Linked DNA regions of Sus scrofa: region 1 is linked to region 2. Evidence: chromatin contacts called from public Hi-C data. All regions are on one chromosome and are shown on one strand. Each heading gives the region's core, a stretch centred on a gene start, on an enhancer-like site or on the middle of the called end of the contact. The rest is flanking DNA. Distances are from core to core; before and after follow the strand shown. Region 1 has its middle 270 kb from the start of GATB. Region 2 overlaps FBXW7 (F-box/WD repeat-containing protein 7).

Evidence for each region. Hi-C and Micro-C count contacts between places; a contact is called where the count stands out from the background.
Region 1: a contact with region 2 is called in a Hi-C map of fetal skeletal muscle, with 4 times the contacts expected there. The contact joins two enhancer-like sites. A contact is called at or near these places in 11 of 47 Hi-C or Micro-C datasets (embryonic fibroblasts, fetal liver, fetal skeletal muscle and 7 more) and 1 of 2 datasets of contacts at active chromatin or transcription factors (skeletal muscle).

Annotation. Positions count from the first base shown.
Region 1 is chr8:76,955,692-76,959,071 of Sscrofa11.1, forward strand. No RefSeq gene overlaps it. Among named protein-coding and RNA genes, the nearest start is that of GATB, 270 kb to the right of the region's middle. Within about 2 kb of position 1,735, at least 63 of the 83 cell types and tissues checked have an H3K27ac peak or open chromatin away from gene starts, as enhancers often do. A contact at or near this core is called in fetal skeletal muscle and skeletal muscle, where this site is marked.
Region 2 is chr8:76,635,865-76,639,554 of Sscrofa11.1, forward strand. The region is part of intron 2 of FBXW7 (F-box/WD repeat-containing protein 7); the gene reads left to right. Among named protein-coding and RNA genes, the nearest start is that of FBXW7, 160 kb to the left of the region's middle. Within about 2 kb of position 1,642, at least 6 of the 83 cell types and tissues checked have an H3K27ac peak or open chromatin away from gene starts, as enhancers often do. A contact at or near this core is called in fetal skeletal muscle and skeletal muscle, where this site is marked.

The DNA.
Region 1 (3,380 bases), core at 485-2,984, 320 kb after region 2:
TGCTTCATATTTCCGGAATTATTTGCAACAGGCAGCTGTGCTGGGTCAGAATCCCAGAGGTGCTCTGGGATTCCAGACAGGGTGGGGGCCGCCACCCTGCTCGCTCTGGCTGGGAATAATACAATTCACGAATGTGGAGCATCTAGGGAATTCGGGGGCTAAAAAGAGAAGCTCCTGGCTGGAAGTGGCTAAGATTCCTGGACCTCCATGGTGTCAGGGAACAGTTTCAGGGATGTTTGGCTGTGGTTGTGGAGCTAATAAAACAGCAGCCATGTATCAACAGCTACAGTGCTCCAGGCACTATAGCCAGGGTCTTTCAGAGACCTTGTATTCATCCACCGCATCCGTTCTGACAGCACTGAATCCTCTCAACAACCCTGAGAAGCAGGCAACCAGTATCCCAAACGAGTAAATGGAGGCTCAGGGATGATCACTAACTCAAGTTTTCACAGCTTTTGTTTCATTTGGCTGTGCCCATGGCCTGCAGAATTTCCTGGGCCAGGGATGGAACCTGAGAAACAGCAGTAACCAGAACAACAAGCAGTGACAATGTCAGGTCCTTAACCCACTGAGCCACCAGGGAACTCCCAGGTTTTCACAATTTTAGGCCCAAGTCAGGATGCAAACCCAAGCTATTAGACCAGAATGTTCTTATTTTGAACAACAACAGTGTATTGCCTCTGAGGAATTTATTCTGCAGCTAATGAATACATCTGACATACTTCTCTCCACCTCATACCCTACCCACCAAATGTTTGGGCAATTAAAATAGTTGAGTTCACTTATAAGTGGAATGGCAACACAGCAATTGGGCTTGTCCCAGTTACATGAATTAATTCTGTCTCAGGGTTCTGATGGCAGGCAGCATAAACCAAAGAGCGCAGAATCCCAAGATGAAATTATATCATTAAAGCCCTTGGCAGCTTAGCTATTATTTTATGTAAAATATATGCATGGCTTCTGAGAATTCCTCTCCACCAGCAGTCAAGATGAAAAAATATATATATATGTATATGTGTATATATATATATACACATATATATATACATACACCCACACACACTAATAGGATTCTATACTATCATGCTGGTCTTTACAGGACATTCTTGATAGGAATGCTGCCTGTTTGGCATCTGGAAAAGTAAACAGAGTTTCAAATTCCAACCCTCTATTGTGAACAGTAATAACCCTGCTGCATGGCCATGCAAATTAAGGAACTCTGAAACCCCAAACCTCCAATCACAACACCGCACACCCACATTCCAAACACGCCTCTCTCGCCCATGAGAGCCTGGCTCAGGCCACGGAATCTTTTCAGAGCCAGCATCAAAGGCTGCTTGAGGCTCAGTATTTGGGACATCTCATTGCAGCCGCAGTCCCAACATGGATTGAGGTCAGTGAGGGCAAATAACTAAATAGTTTTCTCCAAAACGCCATAGTTGGAATTCCCGGGCCTGGCCTGGGATCTCTGGGGGGCCCCCTCCCCTGCTGCCTGACCAAGTCCCCCGGGGCCCCAGGGCCTGGCGGGTCCCCGAAGCCTCCCACCTGCCGCCCACAGTACTGCCCAGCCCAGGCAGAAAAGAACCTTCCTCCCGCAGCGCGGACGAAGCTCGAGACACGCCCTGGCTATCTATAGAAAATCCCGCTGCGGGTTCTGCTGACGAGTCACTCGAGATCCCTCCTAGGGCTTTATTATGTCACAGGAACCCAGAATGGAATGCGGAGGATTAAATTCCAAGTCCTTCCCGGTCGGCGGCGGGGCCTGGAGGGAGGGCTGCTCCCGGCCATCTGGGCTCTCGGGTGCCCCCTACTGAATGTCACTGTCCTCCGGCTCCGACGCGGTCAGCCGCAGGTGCCAGTGCTCCAGGCCTCCCAAAGCCGTGGGGGCCGCTGCAGGCAGCTCGGCTCTTTGAGCTCCTGCAGCATCCAAGGACATGGAGGGGACCCTCGGAGCCCTCCATGGAGATCTTGGTGGGTCGTTACCCCTTCTAAGCCTCACTTTCCTCACCAGAGGAACCCCTGAGATATAAGATTGGGAATATCACGCACAGAGGGGGAAGTTGGGGAGCGGATGCCCCAGAGATGGTGACATCCATCTGAGCAAGCCCTGGTCTGGGGGTTTGCAGATCCCCTGGCAGTCACAGTTCCGTGCATCTGGACTGATGCCAGAGCAAGGAAATACTTCATGTGTGGGCTAATTCTCTCTGTCACTTTTTTTTTTTTTTTTTTTTTTTTTTTTTTTTTTTTTTTTTGGTCTTTTTAGAGCTGCACCCTGGGCACATGGCAGTTCCCAGGCTAGGGGTCAAATGGGAGCTACAGCTGCCGGCTTCCACCACAACCACAGCAGTGCCAGATCCAAGGCACGTCTGTGACCTACACCACAGCTCACAGCAACGCCAGATCCTTAACCCACTGAGCGAGGCCAGGGATCAAACCCTCATCCACATGGATACTAGTCAGATTTGTTTCTGCTGTGTCACCACGGGAGCTCCTGGACTAATTCGCTTATTAAAGGCAAGGAAATTATCAAGTCACTGAAACCTCACAACCTCTCTGTCTGTTAATCATACTACAGGCATGATAATGATACCTACTGATAGGTCTGTCGTGAGGACTGCATGGGGCAATTCATGAAAAGGGCTTCAAATGGTGTCTGGTATGTAGTAAGTCACCTAGTCTTATTATTGTTATTTAAGTTACCTATTATTGTTGTTGTTATTACAAGGTTCCAGAACACACTATTTGGAAAAGACCACTAGCATTGGTAACATTTATCACACCGTTATGACACGCCAGTCACTCTGCTGAGCCTTTTCAATAATCTATTGTTTAAGAAAAAAAATCTTGTGCAGTTAGGTATGAACATCTCCATCTTTCAATAGTGAAGAACTTGAGGACTTTATGACTCGCTTGAGTGGGTGAGCTGGTCATTTTTCTCCCATCAGAGCTGGCCAGGGCAGAATTTGACTCTTGCTGTTTGAACTTGCATACACCCTTGACCTTGCTGGGTCTCAGATGGAGTTAACCGCTGCTTTATTTCCTTCACACAACTCTCCTGAGAAAAGTACTGTGCAAAACGGTGTTCTGCCCAGAAATGGGAGGAATTGCATCTTTATCCAGGAGGGTGAGTCAAAGGAGTGAGTGTGGAAGGTGAGTGATCACAGGCAGCCAGCAGCAGCATGGAAATCAGAAGAAGGAACTGTGAGGACACAAGGACATGTTTGATCTAAGCCAAGAGCACATGGAGGTGCCGGTTCCTGGGAAGGCCACTTGAGCGATGAGAAGTAGAAGGCTCAGAACCTGTCAGCTCTCTTTGAGCAGTCTGTCAATGTGTGTGCAAGCCCTCGTGCATGCACACACACACGTACAGAGGCACACAC
Region 2 (3,690 bases), core at 392-2,891:
TTGAGGGTCACGGAGTAACTTTTTGAGGGATCTCCAAATTTTCCACAGTAGCTGCATGCATTTTACATTCCCACCAGCAGTGCACAAGGGTTCCAGTTTCTCCACATCCTTGCCAACACTTGTTTTTCTGTGGACGTTTAAAGAAAACCTATATTAATGGGTGTACAGAATGGTTCTGTTCTTGATCTGCATTGTCTAATGACTAGTGATAATGACCATCTTTATGTGGGCTTATTGCTCATTTATATATCTTCTTTGGAGGAATTTAGTTGTTTATTTTCTTGACCTAAAAATGTCACTTTTGCTAATGATTTTGCATTTTTAATTACATTTTAAGTTGTGATGTCAGAGAAAGATGTACTTTAAAGAAAGTAGCAACATGGCAGGACTAGGGGTGTTTGTTGTGTGTGGATTCTAGCAGCCCACTTTGTATTTAATAAGACAGATTTCCAAAGTCAAAGAAATCACCCATTTCTGACAGTCTCCTTTCTACTTCTCTCCATCTCATTCTAAATTCCCACTTATAAAAATCCATAAAAGCAGTTGAAAGGAGAGATAAATGAGATGACTGGCTACTGGAAGAAGAAAATAGAATGGAAGGAAAGTAGCTGAACATTGTGAATGGATAATTCACACCTATTAAAACTACTGGCTATTAATTCTCACACTAGGCTTTTTTTTTTTTTTAATCATCTCCATAATGGCCTAGTTCATGGGTTTGAATGTGAAATGTAGCATAAAGATTAATTAACTCTGGCATAAGTAGTTAATTTAGGGAGTTTGAGATAATGCTGTAAAGATATGTTTGGGGCCACTCTGAGGAGTCTGCATCTCCAACCTTTATCTGAAGTACTGGGGACCCACTGAAAGTCCTTGAGTAGACACATTCCCACTGTGTGTCATAGCAAGACATAAATAACTGTGGTATATTAGAGAAAGTAGGCCCTAAGGATCTGTGATGAGCTGGTTAGTTATTACTCATTTTACTACAATTCCTTCCCATCACAGGTTACATTCATAAATACTTGGGTTTTTAAATATATTTAATCAGCCACATGACTGTTATACTTTCAAGTGGAATCACTAAGTGTTTCAGAATTATAGAGATTGAACTGAAATTTGCAAACAACTAAAATGTCTCCTGATAAGATTAATCTGAAGTGTGTATTAATAGCTATAGAGAGTTAGAGTCGATTTAGTGGGACTGTGAGATAAAGAATGGTACTTATACGAAAAAAAAAAAAAGAATGATACTTATGGAAGAGGAAAAGAGAGCATGTTTAAGACAAATTCTTGAAGATATAGTGCTCATTCTGAATGTCTCTAAGAGCAAATACATGTCTCTATTTTCTGAGCATGAATAACCATTGTCCATAAATTTGAAGCACAATTCAAAACATTCTTAAAATATTAATGCTGATATTGGGTGAGGAAGCCTTTTTAATAAGATATGTTAGAGAAAAATACAAGGCTAGCTTTTGGATTTTTGTAAATGCTTTCACTTTCTAGGGAATTACCTAGGTTAGGCCCTGGAGAAGTTTTCCAAGGGACCCTACAGCACAGCCCTGCTTTGGTTGTGTTCACATTACTGACTCTGTATGGGAGGTTCACCAGCTGTTTGACTGGCAGGAGCAGGAGCTTTCACTTCAGTAGTTTATAATTCCTGGCTATTCTAGGATAGTTTGCACTTCAGCAAGCCTCAGACAGGTCAGGACATTTGGTAGGAGAAGGTTGAAAGACAAAAGCAGCAGGCCTTGGGTTCTCAGCCTTTTATTTTTTTTTAATTAGAAAGTTATATTTTAATTTGCTGGCTAGGGTTTTTAGTAATGTGCCTGTATTACATGTAAAGAGTGTTCATCGGCCCAGAGGAGTTTTAAAATGTCAAAACCTGGAAAAGCTACTCTAAACCATGGCTTGGTTCCTGTTGATCTGAAAAATGTGAAAGAGCCTCTTCCGCATCAAACTGTGATGAAGATATTTAGCATTAGCATCATTGCCCAAGGCCTCCCCTTTTGTCGAAGACGGGTAAGTCTCCCACATTTGAAAAGTAGGAATATTTATTTAAATAAATGACTTTTGCCTTCTTTGGTGAAGAAATGCTACAGATTTCAATGGATGTTTATAAGTAAAACTATCAGGGCATTAAGTAGCCAGTGACATCGTATGTAAGCGGTAGACTTGATAATAGGATAGAGCAGCCCGGGAGGCCAAGGTTATCCACTTCACCTTTCTGTGACATTACAACGCTTTAAACTTCCTTAAAATTGGTAAATGTAAAAACTATGTTTTGAGGTATGTTGACAAATACTAAACCCCCAAATTTGCGGCTTTAATTTTGTGGGAAAAGCAAAAAGCTGGTGGTGCTGTCCTTATACATGGGAAATTACAGCGTTTAGCCCTTTGGACGAGTTTAGCTGGCACTTTAAGCTGTATTATTTTTAAATCACTATTTCTTAAATTCAAACTTAACAGAGACATTACTTTTTGTTGTTATACAAAATGAAAAACAGTGTGCTATTATGTGGCAGTTATGATACAGTTTTACATATAGACAATCCTAAACCAACAAACATTTTGTAGAACTTGTGCTAATCTATAATCAGGTTATGATTGATTGAATGTATTTGAGGATGACATTCTCCTCCTCCCCACTAAGTTTTGACCCTCTTAATATGAACAGTTCTGTTGTATTTTCTAAGTTACTTGGTATTGCTATTTTGAATTTTTAACTAGAGTGATATATTTTTAGATCTAAAGTATGTTTAGGATCCTGAACACATTAAGCCAAAAAAAAAAAAAAACCTTGTCAGAGAGTAAATGAGTGCTCACATATATCAGTGCTATTAGTATTTTAGTTCCCTTTTTTACCTCCCCCCCTTTTTCTCTCTCTACTAAAAGGGAAACATTTTATTAAATGAGTAGATTAACTCATAACACCTGAAAAAATATTTTTCCTCTTTAGTGACGAGAATCTTCTATTTGCTGGGACTTAAATAGCTTTTGTAAAAAAATATTTTCTAAGTACCTTCGTTCTTTTTGAATTGTTTCTACTATTCCAAACAGGTGGTGGCCATGTTGAGAAACTTTTTGAGTGAGTTTTAAATATGATGTCTACATTGAAAATAGAATATAAATATCTCCATCACCATCATATTTTCTTCTTTCCTATGTTTTCAAAGTGTTTCTTTTATTTTGTCTTTCACTTGGTCACTTTCATTTTAACTTCTGAATGAGGTCACCACTCTGATTTAAGCCTTTACACAGAGGCCTCTAAAAGTTTTAAAGTCATTAATAAACTAATTTATTATTTCATTATTTTTGCTAAAGAAAACACCAGTATAAGTTAATTTTCAAATTCAGGAAAAGAAGTGTGGGTTTTTTAAATTAAAGGGTTAAGGTATAAACAATCAAGATAATTTTTTTCTGTTGAATATTTCTAATAAACTTAAATACAGTGTATGGTAGATTATTTCATATGTACAATGTATTTTTTTCTATCTTTATCTTCTTTACAAGTACATGAAACCTAAAAGGCTTAGGAGCAGATTCTGTAAGAAAAATTGATAGAAAACTTAAAGGCTTTCCCTGAGGGCTTCCCAGGGTCGCCGTTCAGTTTGACTTTTCTAGGTTTTACTATTATGGTAAATTATAGCCTTGCATTTATAATAACAGACAAGGACTACATTTGAA